Linked DNA regions of Anas platyrhynchos: region 1 is linked to region 2. A link is a contact called in public Hi-C data. All regions are on one chromosome and are shown on one strand. Each heading gives the region's core, a stretch centred on a gene start, on an enhancer-like site or on the middle of the called end of the contact. The rest is flanking DNA. Distances are from core to core; before and after follow the strand shown.

Region 1 (7,152 bases), core at 421-2,920, 190 kb before region 2:
ATCCTCACTGCTCTTCACCCTTTCCTGCCCACCTCTTATCCTTTTCCCCATGTTTTTTCCCCTTGTGCTGACGAGACAGCAGCTTCAGCTGGGGACTCACTGATACTTCAGGCTCTCACAGACGTCCCCTGGAGTTGGCCCCAGCTCTTCCAAGCTGTGCCCCTGTGAGCACTGTGATTGCCATGGCCATCCCCAGCTCACTAGGACACGGTGGCTACATGCAGGGCTCCCTTCCACCCCACAAATCAATGAGGGGAACCTGCAAGTGAAGGGACACTTGGAGGACATCCAACAGGCCCACAAGGCAGTCACCTGAACTTGCAATAGCCACAACCAGCTGAGTTTCTGTCCTATATGAAGCACCGGGGTTTGCACGGGCACCTTTGGTGCCCTCTGCTGATAGGAAGCTCTTTGGCTTTTTTTGGCTTGGCCCATGCATGACAGTGACTGTGGTATGTGTTCCTTCTTGCAGATGTAAAGCCCTCTAACGTGTTGATCAATACACAGGGGCAGGTGAAAATGTGCGATTTTGGAATTAGCGGTTACCTCGTTGACTCGGTTGCTAAAACCATGGATGCGGGATGCAAACCCTACATGGCTGTAAGTTGAGCCGCCGAGAAGCCGCTTGTGAAAGCTGCTGCAGGGCAGCCAGAGGAACATGAGCCTGGGTGTCGGGTCATCCTAAAGGGGGAAGGATCAGCCACCAGCATGTCCCGGGGCCTCATTTTGTAAGACGTATCCCTGAAGTTACTTGTAAAGGGGTAGAGGGAGGAGAAGGATCTCACGGGTCAAATCAGGTCTTGTGAGCATGGCTTTCTGCTGCCTTATCTCCTCCCCGTGACCTTGGGAAAGGCTTTGTAATTACTCCGTGTTGAACTTTTGCTGTTTGCCCTGTGGGGACACCAGTGCTTTTCTTTTGGGAGAAAAACACTCCTTTGGATTTGCTCTGTGTGAAGTAGTTGCATGGGGTGAACGCAGTCCTGGAGAGTCAAGGCTTGTCACCTCCTTCGTGCCTGATGTGCTGGGTCAGCTGCACCACCCCAAACCTGATGCAGGTGCCATCTCCTTCTGGTGACCCATTTCACTTTGCCCTTACTGGCAAGTATGTAGGCTTGATCTGATGCCAAGATGGTCAAGGGAAGGAGCTGGCAGCGTGGGCTAAGTGGCTCTGACCCATGAAAGACCCCTCTGAGGTTGGTGAGCCCTGGGTGTAGGCATCGCGCTGAGCCCATCCCTGGTCCTTAACTGCCCTTGTGTCTCTTCACAGCCTGAAAGAATTAACCCGGAGCTGAACCAGAAGGGGTACAGCGTCAAATCTGATATCTGGAGCCTGGGGATCACGATGGTAGGGCAATCTGGGGGCTGGCAGTGTGGTTGGGGTGTTGGGTGTGGTTTGTGGATTCGTTTTCCTCCCTGTAGCCCCCTGGCACTGGTGGCACTGGTTCCCTGGGAAGGTGTCAGGGCTGGAAGGGGCACACAGCGAATCCACAAGGTACCAGTAAGCACATTGTGGGGTCGAGGAGAAGGCAGATGGAGCTGCTTTGCTGGCTTTGATGTGTTGGCGTGGCAGGACAGGTCTCCAAGGATGTCCCACCCTTGGGACACCCCTGAGGCTCTGTCTGTGGCTGTCACGGGGATGGCACCCTGCTGGGGACAGCCCTGCTGTGGTGGCCACAGGCTGCCGGGAGATGGCAGCATGGGCTAAGGCGAAGGCGTCCGGCACTGTGTCTGTCTGTGGAGCAGGTTGGATTTCAAACCTGAAAAAACATCCCGGCAAATCGCACTTAGCACAGTCCCCATCAGAGGAGGGGGCATCGGCGGCATCTCCTGCACACCAGGAGAAGCAGTGTTCAGAGGGAATCCATCTCCTTGCCATTTTATAGCACAGTGACCCTATGCAGTATGTGTTTTTTAAACTTCTGGCCTCTCCCCAGTGATGTCCAACAGGAGGGCAGGAGGGAGGATTGGATGTGGAGGCTGCCGGGTGTCCTCAGGCCTGCCCTGTTTGCTGGGGGAGGTTAAACACAAAAGGTTTCCTGCAAGACACTGTGGCCTGGTGGGGTGAAAATATTCCACGTGTTTTTGCAGGGCCCAAAAAAACACACACATGGGTGGTTAAACAGGCTGCCAAAATCCCATGGGGTGGCAGGATGAGCCCCGGGGTGTCTGTCCCCCGGGACTGAGGCATGGGTGCTGTCTCCCCAGATCGAGCTGGCCATCCTGCGCTTTCCCTACGACTCCTGGGGGACGCCCTTCCAGCAGCTCAAGCAGGTGGTGGAGGAGCCGTCGCCACAGCTGCCGGCAGACAAGTTTTCGTCGGAGTTCGTCGATTTTACCTCGCAATGGTAAACCTCCCCCTTGTCCCTGCTGCCCAGGCCCTGCTGGACCTGGCCCTTCTGGCCCTGGCCATCTGAGGATGAGGAGGACAGGTGCTGGTGGCCTCCCATATCACTGTCCCCATCCTCACTGTTGTCCCTCAGGGACATGGTATTTGTGCAGTAACCACCCCTCAAGGACAATAGATGGGGTGGTCAACGATGGCTGGCTTTCTCTGCTTGAGACCCAGACCCGGTGATCTGGGGGACGTACAGGAAGAAGGGATTAAGAAGGATTTATCTCAGCTGCTCGCCCCCATATGAATATCATGTACTGTTTGTGACAGGGTGGGGAAGCTGAGCAGGGTCCAGGAATGGCCACATCCTCCAGCAACCTTGCCCTGAGCAGCCCCTCGTGCCACCCTGCTCCTGGGGGACGCAGATCTGAGGGCAGGCCCGGTGCTGAGCTCGCCCCGCGATGGCCCCGACCGTGGCTGTCCCGCTGCTGGGCCCTGCGGCTGCTGCTCCGCTCTCTCTGGGACTCGGAGCTGGAAGCAGCGGGAGGATTTGGCTGCGTCGTAGGAAAAGGGTTGGAGCAGATGCGCGCTGTCTGGAGGCTGGGAGTGCTGCATGAAAGCGCAGGCTCTCCCAGCACCCGAGGAGACTCGCAGCTGCCCTCATCATATGGTTCAAAGAGAGCTGGCAGCGGCCCCGCGGCTCCTGACTGCTTCTCCCTCCAGCTTCCCTGGAAACCGCCTGGGAGGCGTTTTTATTTTCCAGGCGCTGCAGTGCCATCCGCGGCTTGCCAAGTTGGCAGGTGGCTGGTGGTTTGCAGGGTAGCCAAGAAAGGACGGCAGATCGACAAATACAGAAATGTGAGACTGTTCCCGAGCTGCCAGTGTCAGGGCCTGGAGTCCGGCCGGCTCTGCTGTGACCCAGGAAGGGGATTATCAGCCACTCCTGCCCGGGGACTTTAAGTACTGACGCTCAAATTCTTCAGAGTCTTGTCCAAACATGTTTTCGAGGTCCCTGGATTCAGCTGCACGCCTCTCTCCCGCTTCGTGCTGGGGAATACCTGCACATGCCCACACTGCTCTGTGTCTGTCAGAGGTGGGAGCTGGCTTGGAAAAACCCTCTCGCATAATGCCCACTGTTTTTGCAAGGCCCACGCTGGGATTTTGGACCAGCTGCCTTTCTCCTGTGCTGCTGGCTCACTGCTTGTTATTGCAGACTTGCCTGTTTGTGCCAGGCAGGCTGTTGTTCCCCACTGAACAGAGGCATAGTTTGCTTTTGCAGACACGGTGTCTTGCAGCTATTGCCTTGGGCTGATTTAGGATTAAGATAGCCACAGCTGTTCGTGGTAGTTGCAGTGAGAATCATGACCCTACTGAGCAGCACTCGTACCTTGAAACCTTATGCTTTGGAGGGTACATGGCAGTTTCTCTCTGTGCAAAACCTGTCATCTAGGATCACTGAAGACCCCTAAACACCAGTGGAGTTGCATGGAATCAGAGGAATGAGCTTTGGCTGCGTGTTGCACTGGTTTTGTGGTGTCAGAGTCTGAGGATTTCTCCTGACACCAAACCAGGTCACAAGTCAGTGTATCAAGGCCAGCTGCAATGCAGGAGGTCGCAGGGTGAATACACCATCCGCTGTCTGGGGCAGTGAAGCTGCAGTGACCTGTCTGAGCTAGCATCAGATCTAATAACGGCGCTTTGTTCCTGAAAATTTACATGGATTTCAGTAATTTGTCACCAAATTTCCTGGTATTAATAACCTCGGAAAAAAAGGTTTTGTTTGTAGAGCTTCTAAATTAAGAGGATTATATCCAAATCGTGCTTCTGGACATGCCCAAGCTTGAAATTCACCTTAGCATCTCAGCTTGGGCTACTTTTGAGCTCAGAGGATGTGACACATCCCGTACCTCCAGTTCGGCAATATTGGCACGTATCGTTACTAGGTTCCTCTGTTCATTCACAACATGACACTAAACACGAGCCCGCTACACACAACAAGCAGGAAATATCTATTCAGTGTGTGTCCTCCGCTTCCTCTGGGCTCCGGCAAATCCCAGCAGAGGAGCAACTTATCATCACCGAGGTTCTCACTTTTGTTTTGCTCAGTGTGACACCTTTTCCCCGCCACCGACGTGTACGTGTGTGAAAATCTTTTCAAGTTGCTCCAAGTGTCTTTCCCCTAAATACACTGTCAGGAAGTGAGTAGAGATTACGTCCTGTCTTTTAAAAACTATTTTCTGCTGGAGGGAAACCAAAATAACTTCCAGCTACAACCCTCCAGAGCCATCTGTTGTAGGAGAGGAGAAAAAAAGGATGTCCCATGGAACCGTCCCCACTGATAACAGCATGGTGATAAACAAATCAGTGTACACATGCTTTGGAGCCGCCCGGTCACCATGCCCAGCCAGAAGCATGGAGGCTGTGTCCATTCCCTCAGTCACTGACCTACCAGATAATACCCAAAAGACTGATTGTGCCTGGTCCCCAGCAACAGGCAGTGGTATATAGGGCGTATACACTGGTATATAGGGTGTCCCCGGATCTGTGGCCTTGTGCTCACAGCACTGGTGTACCCAGCGCTGTGTGCCAGCTGGGGCCTGTGTGCAGGTTCTGGTGGCTGGGGGTGTCCTCAAGACCTAAGCTGTTTGCGTAACATGGATGAGTAATTTAACTCACTCTACAAGGACTTCAGACCTTGCTTTTGTCATGGTACAGTTTTATAGCTTTGCTTAAATTTCGTAAAGAATGTAACTTTTAATTTTTATTATTTTTTTTTCATTAAAGCTTGAAGAAGAATTCCAAAGAACGGCCAACATACCCAGAGCTTATGGTGAGTGTGCCTGGATTATGCAATGTAATGGTTCAAAACTGAGGTGGGTTATAATAAGGTGCTGAAGACAGGGTTTCCAATAGGGAGTGGTGATTTGCGATATTCAGCATCCGAATTTTCATAACAGATATGAGAATCCTGGCACTTCAGTGTCTTGGGAAGGTGCTGCAAAACAGAGATCAAGTCAAATCAAGTAGAGTGCTCTTGGGGATCAAGTCAATCAAGTGCTATTCCAGACAGATCAAGGGAAAAAGAATGTAAAAGCAGTGAACATATTTGCTAAAGGATAAGAATGAGGTTGCAGAGATCACTTAGCAAGGGTAAAATCCTCCTCTGGAGTTTGTATGATGGCTTCAAACACTGAAGCCAAATGCTTGCAGCACGGATGCTCCACATGGGCTGCAGGAGCTGAGTGGTCTGCTAAGCTTCATTGCCATGGAGGAGACTTTTGGACAGGGTGATTCCTGGATGTTAGGGACAGAGACAAGTCTGTGACTAATAATTCCGGTTATTGAATTTTGTCTGCTGCTTACAGACTGTTTGCTGTGAGCACGCCTAGGACAGAGGAATAACTGAGGAAGAAAATGCTGATAAAGACTCATGACTGGGGAAATGCAAAGCACTGCAGGGGGTTGAGGTCAGATGCACTTAACTGCTGATGAACTTCCAGCAGTGTAGACACTGGCACAAACTCAGACACAGCTCTAGGCTGGAGCTGGCAAGAAGAAGGGACTAAGATGAGATTTTTCTGCCAGATACCCACAGCTTTGTGGCTGGTCTCCTGACTTTCTGGTGTTGATTCTGATGCTCCTAACAGCTGGTGCTCCTAAGTATCTGGTCCCTTTTTTACTGTCACCTGGTTGACAGCTTGCTAAAGGGAGTCTTCTGGTTAAGGGGTGGAAACTGCTGCAGAATATCCCCAGGCATCGGTGTCTTCTACCCCATAATTGTAGGATGTGTGTGATGCCATCCATGGGGTCAGCCTCATCACTGCCTCAGACCGTGTGCTTGGAGGTGCTGGGACCTCTGTAGTGTGAAAGCACCAGGATTTGAGGTGTTCTCTGGCTGCAAGACATGCTAGATATCCGCACACCTTTCAAAAGTGAGTTGTAAGCAGTAAATGATTCCTGTGGCATTTCTTGCTGGGCCCTGTAATGCAATTAATCTATATATAGATCTGATTTACACACAGTTTGCCCAAATACTGGTTTCAGACAAAGGGAGGCCTGAGGTTTATGGCTTTTTTTCCCTTTTTTAAAAATTTATTTTATTATTATTATTATTATTGAATAAATACATATATATTTTAAGCATATTTCTGAAGTTTGCCAAATGGCCTTTTATCAAAAAGGTTCACCGGAGCAGCTCTGTCTGTTGCAGCATTAATACCCACTGGCAAGCGAGCGCATTTCTATTGAATTAGGTTCTTGGATCACCTCTCCAGAGTATCTCAATGCTGTGGTATTTTATGGCTGACATGAATGTTGTGAGGTCCTGTGGTTGAGGGTTGCTGTTTTGTTGTGTGTTATTTTTTTTTTTCTCCTCCTCTCTCTCTTATGGCATTAAGTTGTGGTACTGGATTGGACTTGTCATTTAGACCAAGGCTGCTCCCTTGCTTTCCTGTGGAATTGAGGTTTCTCATGGAAAATATGACGCTATGCTATCTTGAGCATCAGGGAAACTGATACGGGTGCTTAATTTCATTTAAAAACCCACTTCCCCAGGTGAAGTGGAGCACGAAACTACTGCAGGGCTCCTCCCCGGTGGTCTGCATGTTGCAGGAGCAAGCAGTGCCCACCCAGCACGGGGTATTTTGTGCCATCACCAGCCTCAGGCGTTGCAAAGGGCTTGGGTTCACTGAGACAGGGCTGGAGGCCACCGCTGCCACTCGTGGCACGCCTGCGGGTGCCTCCAGGCTGCGGTAGCTCTGCTTTGGGTGTGAATTCGCTGGGTGTGAAGGCAGTGGCATCTCGCTGGGGTAATGATACAG
Region 2 (6,782 bases), core at 4,141-6,640:
ATTGCATTTTTATGAATAAAGACACAGAAATAAAGAACATGCCTCTGCCACACACCTTGTGAGAGCACATTTTACTTCTCTTCCACTCAGTCACTGTTTTAAGTTTCCGTATCTTATGCACTAAGAGGCAATGGAAAAATTTATAAGGCACAGAGTAGCCTTTTGACTTTAAAAGATGCCAAATCACGAGCAAATTCACAAAGTTGTAAGTACATTCTGTTGCAGTTTCTTAACATGAGCTCCGATGAATGGGGGCTCAAGACATCACAGCTTGCTGTTAGGTGTGAGCTCACAAAGCCCCTCTCGCAGATGTACACACACCCATGGCAGCCGGGTTCCGAGCTTGCAAGCTAACCGGCAATTTCCTCACCTGATGATGGATCTTTGACAGCACCAGCTGGGTGAGACGGGAATGAGGTGTGCAAGGCAGAGCCCACCGCACAAAGCCCCTGTATCTGGCACTTGGGCAGGGCCAGCCCACCTTGCCCAGGAGCGGGCCTAGAAGGGACACTTAATGTATGCTGGTGAACAGCAGTTTTGAGCAAGGAGGAGGAAGAACCTTCCTCATCCATCTGCTATTTCTAGATGAGGATGTATTCCAAGGATTTTTTGTTTGGTTTTCTTTTTATTCATCCCCATTGCAGAGCTGAGCAAGGTAAAAAGTTTAAAAAAAAAAAAAAAAGGCATGCAAGCCTCTCAGAAACCCATCAAAAGTAGTAACACGTGTCATCACAGCAGCAAAACAACCTAACCCCTGGCCCACCCCAAGGCAAGGTGCTGGGTGAGCTGGGTGCTGAGGTGAGGTACGAGCACCCTCCTGCATGCCCAGAGCTCTGCATATACTCCATGCATCTTCAGCAGCAAGGCAACGCGTTGGGTGGAAGCTCAGCGGCTGCTTCCCAGCCACCCAGGGCAGCAATTGGCTTTTCTTTCCGTAGCTGGAAGTAGTTCACTCTGTTCTTGTCTTCTCCACAAAATTTACCAGATGAAGCAAAATTGTAACAACAAAGAGAAAACGCAAACCAGTTTGCATTGGACTCCTGTATCGTGATTATAGCTGCATCTCAGTTATTTTCTCTTGGAGAGTAAGAGTATTGTTCTGGGTCAAGATTAGTTTATGTCAAAGGGAATATAATAAGAGATTATTATATAATTTATTTTTCCAGATTTGCCTACCACCATTCATTAAGGCAGCTGGCATTTCCTTCCCCATTATCATGTATCATTATCATGTATCATTTAGTGCATATTTTATGTGAGGCTGATTTTCAGATGTGGGACATAATACATATCCCTTTGTTTATCCCTTGTTTCTCAAACACTGTGCAGGAGGTCTGACTCCAGCTGCCCGTCTAAGAAGAAGCGTCACATTTACACGGTTACTCGCAGTTCAGGCAATAACAGGTACCAGTGCTTGTGTGGGAAGAAAAAATTGTTTGTAAGCTTTTTTTAGCTCTGAAATCTTTGCTGGTTTTGAGCTGGGAACCTGCAAACAGGAAGAGTTGGTGTCTGTGGCTGGCCTCAGAGGCCTGTGTGGGGAGGCGACTGACAGCACCTTTGGTTCCAGGTTCCAGAGGGAGCGCGGCAGAAGTGAATATAAATGAAAAAATGAACATTCAGGGGTTAGGCTGGGCTGAAAAATGTGTGTCCACGTTTTCATGGGGCCTAAAATCACAACACCGGGGCAACTTTGTGAATTTAAACTGTTTATTGGGGTCAGTCCAAGGGGCTGAGGAGACGACTAAGGGGAAATCAGACAGACATCACGGGGGGGAAAAGGAAAACTGGATAACTCCTTTTTGACCTCCTGTTGCTCCCTAGAAAGCTAGGCTTTGTTGGCAGCCGTCATATCGCCTCCCATCAGCCAGCACAGGCTTCACGCTCTGCTTCCCTCGGTACACAAACGGGGTGCCAGAAGGGCCCAGGAGCTGCAGGGCCCAGGCTCTGGGACGAAGTTCTGGGGGGGTTCTGCGCCCCTACTCGGCCGGCTCCGGGCTCGTAGCCCCCGGCCCAGCACCCAGGGCCCAGGGCCCGGCGCCCACCTGCGCCCGGAGCCGCCCGGCCCCGCTCCCGCCGCGGCTCCGGCCGGGGCCCTCGGGCGCCACCTGCTGGGGGCCCACGGAGCCACCGCCGGGGCCCCCCCCCCGGTCCCTTCCCGGCCCCCGCCGGGGCCTCGCCTCAGCGGCTGGGGGCCGGGGGTGCAGAAGCTCGGCGGGGTCCGGGCGTTCAGCCGCGGCCTGACCCTGGGGATCTGCCTCAGGGGGCCGCTTTTCGGTGCTGCCGAGGCAGCTGGAGTGGAAACGGTTCGGGTGTGCTGTCCCCAGTGGGGTCCCGGCTGTTCCTAAAGGGTGTGAGGAAAGGCGGCGTTACCCTGTTGTCAGCCAGCCCCTGGTACTGCCCGACCATCCTAGGGAAGCCTGGAACAGGACTTTAAGGCTTCCCGAAGCTGCCCTGTGAGGCTCAGTAGAGTAAATCCAACTCAGAAAGTAAACGGTTTTGGTACAAAAACTGATACGACATGTGCTCCGTCCGGCTGATTTATTCTATATCATTCCTCTTTATATATAGAAGCAAAAGCTGAGAGGTTGCTTGATTTGCCAGCTTAGGTATATATAGCCAGTCAAAACTGGCCACGCTCCACTAGGAACTTTTCAAATAGGGCAATGATCTATTTGTGGCCAAAGATACTTATTTCAAGAGGTATCAGTGACAAGAAGCAAAGAGCTGCTTGTTTGTTTGGACCAGGGAACGTGTGTGCGTGTAGAAAGGCAACGCTACGTTTATTATGCAAAGCTACACACAGAAGGACTCCAAAATAGAAATGCCTTAATAATTATCTCATATTCAGTGCCATGTCCACTTCTGAACGCACATTTTCCATTGAACAGCTTCGTGCGTTCTCTCACGCATGGGAGTAGCTCCAATTAAACATCTGCTGAACCATCTATATCATCATTCTCCTTCACATCCTTTCTTCAAACCCTCCTTCGCAGCAGCGTGTGTAGGAAGCTCCACAACTGTCAGGCAGCTGGTCCGCTGCGACTACTGGGCATTGTATTTGTTCCTTGTGTTTCCCCATCTTTGATCACAGGGTGTCTCTCAGACTCGCCTGACAGGGCAGGAACTATTTTTGGTCTGACGTTCATTCGGCACGATTCCTGCTTAGCCCAGGTGCCAAAATGAGCTGACAGCCTGTATGTGACCATCGCACAAAACAGCAGTAGAGAGGAGACAGCCCCGAAGCCTCCCCAGTACTGCCACTTTGTGCTGTGCCTCAGGGCAGTGTCCGTACTGGGTGTCCAGCACACTGTCTGGGTGGAGTTGCCTTTTGGGTGTGTTGTTAATTTTTCAAATTTTGACCGATAAGTGTTTCATTGTGATAGGCATGCCCTAAGTGGGGTGTGAAAAATAAGGCTTATGGATAAATGGGTAGGTCCCATTTCAGATCATCAAATAGAAATCAGAAAAGACCCTGGTAAATGTACTCTAGGGGGAAGCTTCCTTGCCCACCCAGGTCAAGGGCCTTACTCATGTTGAGTAAAGCTGACCCCACCAATTTCAATAGCACAGTTTCCAGAGGGACCTGTGGTGGGATGTGAGTAGAGAAAAAAAATCTGGTAACCTTATTGCAGTTGTTGCATTACTCATTGCATATACTGATTAAAACCTCTTCTATTCAGTGATCTCATTTTCCACAGGCAAAAAATTCACCTTTCCCTTGTCAGTTCTTTCATTTATGAGGGCATGGCACAGCGTCATTCCTGAACTGGCAGCCACTCCTTTTGGAGGGCCAAATACCCATGCCTTACTGGGTCCTCTTTCCCTTTCCTCTCATTTTATCCTTCTTTTTGGAGAAGTACCAAGTAAAACCATCAAATATAGTCACCATCCCATTTTAGCTGAATCCCCCATGAGGCATAAGCCCTGCACAGCTTTACACACCAGAAGCTGTCTCCCAACACCCTCCAGCAAACCTATGGCTGTTGGTGCAAAGACCAAGCCCCACAGACTTCCCTTGGTACGGTCCGTACCAAAGATGCAGAGGGATGATTTTGGAAATGCTGGCATTGGCAATACTCAGGAAGTTGGGTGCAAAGCTCTAGCAGGTAAAAGCAGAATTGCATGTTGAGTGCATATGTCTACACATGTGGATGCGGGACTGAAACAACTCCCATCACTTTCCTTACGTTCGCATTAATAAGTGGGACAGCGCCTGCCAATTCCATCTCAAGTTTCGTCCCTCTGAAATATGTGCACTTTCACCAGCTGTGTATTTGGCCCAGGGTAATTACTATAGTGCTAATTTTACCAGAGATGATGAAAGCGCTGGAACAGCCTAACCATATAAAGGGAGGAGATACATACAGCTGATCCAGTCTTCTGGATCCTTTTTTGAGCAAAGGAAGTCATGACTTTGACTTGTAGATTTGTTCCTTAGGGAGGCTTCTTCTTACAGAGCTAGCCGAAACCCAACTGAGGTTAGAAAAGAGCAAGGTCAGGGATACTTGTGTGCTGGAAAATAAAAAGCACTGAGCGCTGAAGTGTTGCCTTGTAGTAAATTACCTTATACGGATTAAATTACTCAAATAGATCTGCTTCTTTTCTTTTCTCTCCTGTGAGAGAAGCCACTTCCAGACACCAAAAGCACAAAGATGCTTGAAAGTCTTCTATTTCTCTCTGGACCTTCCAAAAAGATTCAAAGTCAATTGAAATTTCTAATGAGGACTCAGAACAGATATTTACTCTATCCAAACCAGTTCAGCTTGAAAAAATTACAGTATGGTCAGAGGAAAAGCAATTTGCCAGAGCTTGAAGAGTGTGAATAATGCAAAGCAAACAGCTCTCTGCAGTGTTCACTTATGTTTTCAGACCTGCTCACCTTTATTGTGCACCCACCCTGGCTTTACCTGGCGGTGCTGGTGGCCAGAACCAGGGGTGGTGAATAATGAGAGCTGAGCTGGTGGGTGATTTCTAACTTCTGAAAATTTGGAGGATTTTTTTTTTTTTTTTTTTAACAAAGCACACAGGAATGATTGGCGCTGTTGGCACTCGATCCTAAGCACCGGAGCCATCCCATTAGCAAGGATGAACAAAGCCATCCCGTTGTGCCCGGCTCTGCTCTATTTTGCAAAGGTTTTTATGTCACCTTTTCTGTCAGAGAGCACAAGCACCTTCCAGTACTGTAACAAGCGACATGACGAGCCTCTGTTCATTCTCTTTATCTCTTTGTCTCTCTGGCTGCCTCTCTCACTCTTTACTCTTTGCCACTGATTGCCTCGACATGTGATCTCTGGCCTTTGTCAAACCAAGATAGTCAGAACTCGAGTGCGGAGCGTTCCCTCTGCCTGAGCCCTTACCGGTGGCCTCGGTAGGCAGTTAGCTCTGAAGTTAAGCATGCGATTAGGTCAAAGCAAAATACAGATCTAAGTGCTACTCTGAATAAAGGCGGTTCCTGTCTCAGGACTCAGCAAAAGAACACGGCCTTCCTGTAATCAGACCATCTTTTTGTGAGCCGAGGTCTGACAGTGTGTTTCTGTGGATTGCTTTATGCCACCAACAAGCTGACTTGTGCCAGCCTGGCCCCCCTATGCCCCTTACTCTCTGCAGCACCCATTCCCGTGGGAAGAGCAAGCACAGGCCCAGGAAACCTCTGGAGTCCCAGGGCCTGCAATGCCAGCGGCAGGCCATGGTGTCACCGTGGGCTGCAGCAACTTCGACATTTCATGAATTTCTGTACTGATTTTTTTAATACTTGATGAGAAATGGCACAATCCTTTTCCCTCCAGTCTCTGTCACAAGGTTGCTTAATAAGGTTTGGGCATTAGCTCAAATAATATTAGAGGATCAAAGCCAACTTTTGAAGTATTAGGGAGATTACAAAGAAGTGCATGGCTCATTCCTTCTCAGGCACAACATCTACTAGCACAAAACCGGGGGGAGCCTCCTTCTGGGGCCATCCTTTCCAAGGGCCAAAGCAGCACAGGACATGCAGTTCGGCCCAAAATTTAATTCAGGATGCCCAGAAGTGGGTGGGGAATCCTCCCTCCCCTCTGTGTCTGCACAAGCGAAAGGCAAAATTTAGCCTGGAGGCACAAAATGACATCAGAAAAGCAAATAAGCAGCGCAAGATTACGATAGGAAAAGAAAGGAAGCAGTGGCATTTTCTTGCCGAAGATTATTTCCTCTCTGACGACAGATTTTTCAAATGACAGAGGTGTTTTAGTGGGTGGGCCTTGAAGGCCCGGTCCAAATAATCAGTCAAAAACAATATCAGGAAGCTTAACCAACAATCTGAGCTTGGTATGGCTTTACTCATCTGTTCAATTTTAGTTTTGAGGGAAATTTAGGAAGGTGCCAGCTAATTTAATTCGTCTACCTCCTTCCCAGCCATGCGGGAGTTACGAGTGGGGCTGGGCAGCCATTTTGTGCCAGCGATCCACTCCCCTGATTGCCCTGGCTGCGCAGCTCCCGGCCAGGCTCTCCAGCAAGGAAGAAAAGATGCCGAGACCATGGCTGTGAGAGGTTGTGTGGCCTTTGTGGGTGCCGCTGTGGAGCCGAAGAGGGAATTGCTGTGCCCGGTTGGAGGTGACATGCTTTGGAACAGCCGGCCCAGTCACCCGGTCTCCTATCAGGGAGTAGTCTGCACCACGGCCATCAAGATGGAGTTCCGCATGTGATGTAAATAGGCACAGTGCTAGCTCCTCAGGAAATTCAAGCTTGTTTTCTACTGTATTCTGTATTTTTCCTTCCACAATGGCCAATGATCTAACTCTCTGTTTTCA

What was found. Hi-C and Micro-C count contacts between places; a contact is called where the count stands out from the background.
Region 1: a Hi-C map of subcutaneous adipose tissue shows a contact between it and region 2, with 3 times the contacts expected there. The contact joins two enhancer-like sites. A contact is called at or near these places in 4 of 8 Hi-C or Micro-C datasets (liver, skeletal muscle and subcutaneous adipose tissue).

What each region holds. Positions count from the first base shown.
Region 1 is chr19:2,632,554-2,639,705 of IASCAAS_PekinDuck_T2T, reverse strand. It overlaps MAP2K6 (mitogen-activated protein kinase kinase 6), which reads left to right. Exons shown (of 13, transcript XM_038165340.2): 8 at 473-600; 9 at 1,268-1,345; 10 at 2,206-2,345; 11 at 5,117-5,162. Among named protein-coding and RNA genes, the nearest start is that of MAP2K6, 32 kb to the left of the region's middle. Within about 2 kb of position 1,670, at least 2 of the 8 cell types and tissues checked have an H3K27ac peak or open chromatin away from gene starts, as enhancers often do.
Region 2 is chr19:2,443,034-2,449,815 of IASCAAS_PekinDuck_T2T, reverse strand. All of the region lies in intron 2 of KCNJ2 (potassium inwardly rectifying channel subfamily J member 2), which reads left to right. It overlaps KCNJ16 (potassium inwardly rectifying channel subfamily J member 16), which reads left to right. Exons shown (of 3, transcript XM_038165288.2): 3 at 1-52. Among named protein-coding and RNA genes, the nearest start is that of KCNJ2, 38 kb to the left of the region's middle. Within about 2 kb of position 5,390, at least 1 of the 8 cell types and tissues checked has an H3K27ac peak or open chromatin away from gene starts, as enhancers often do.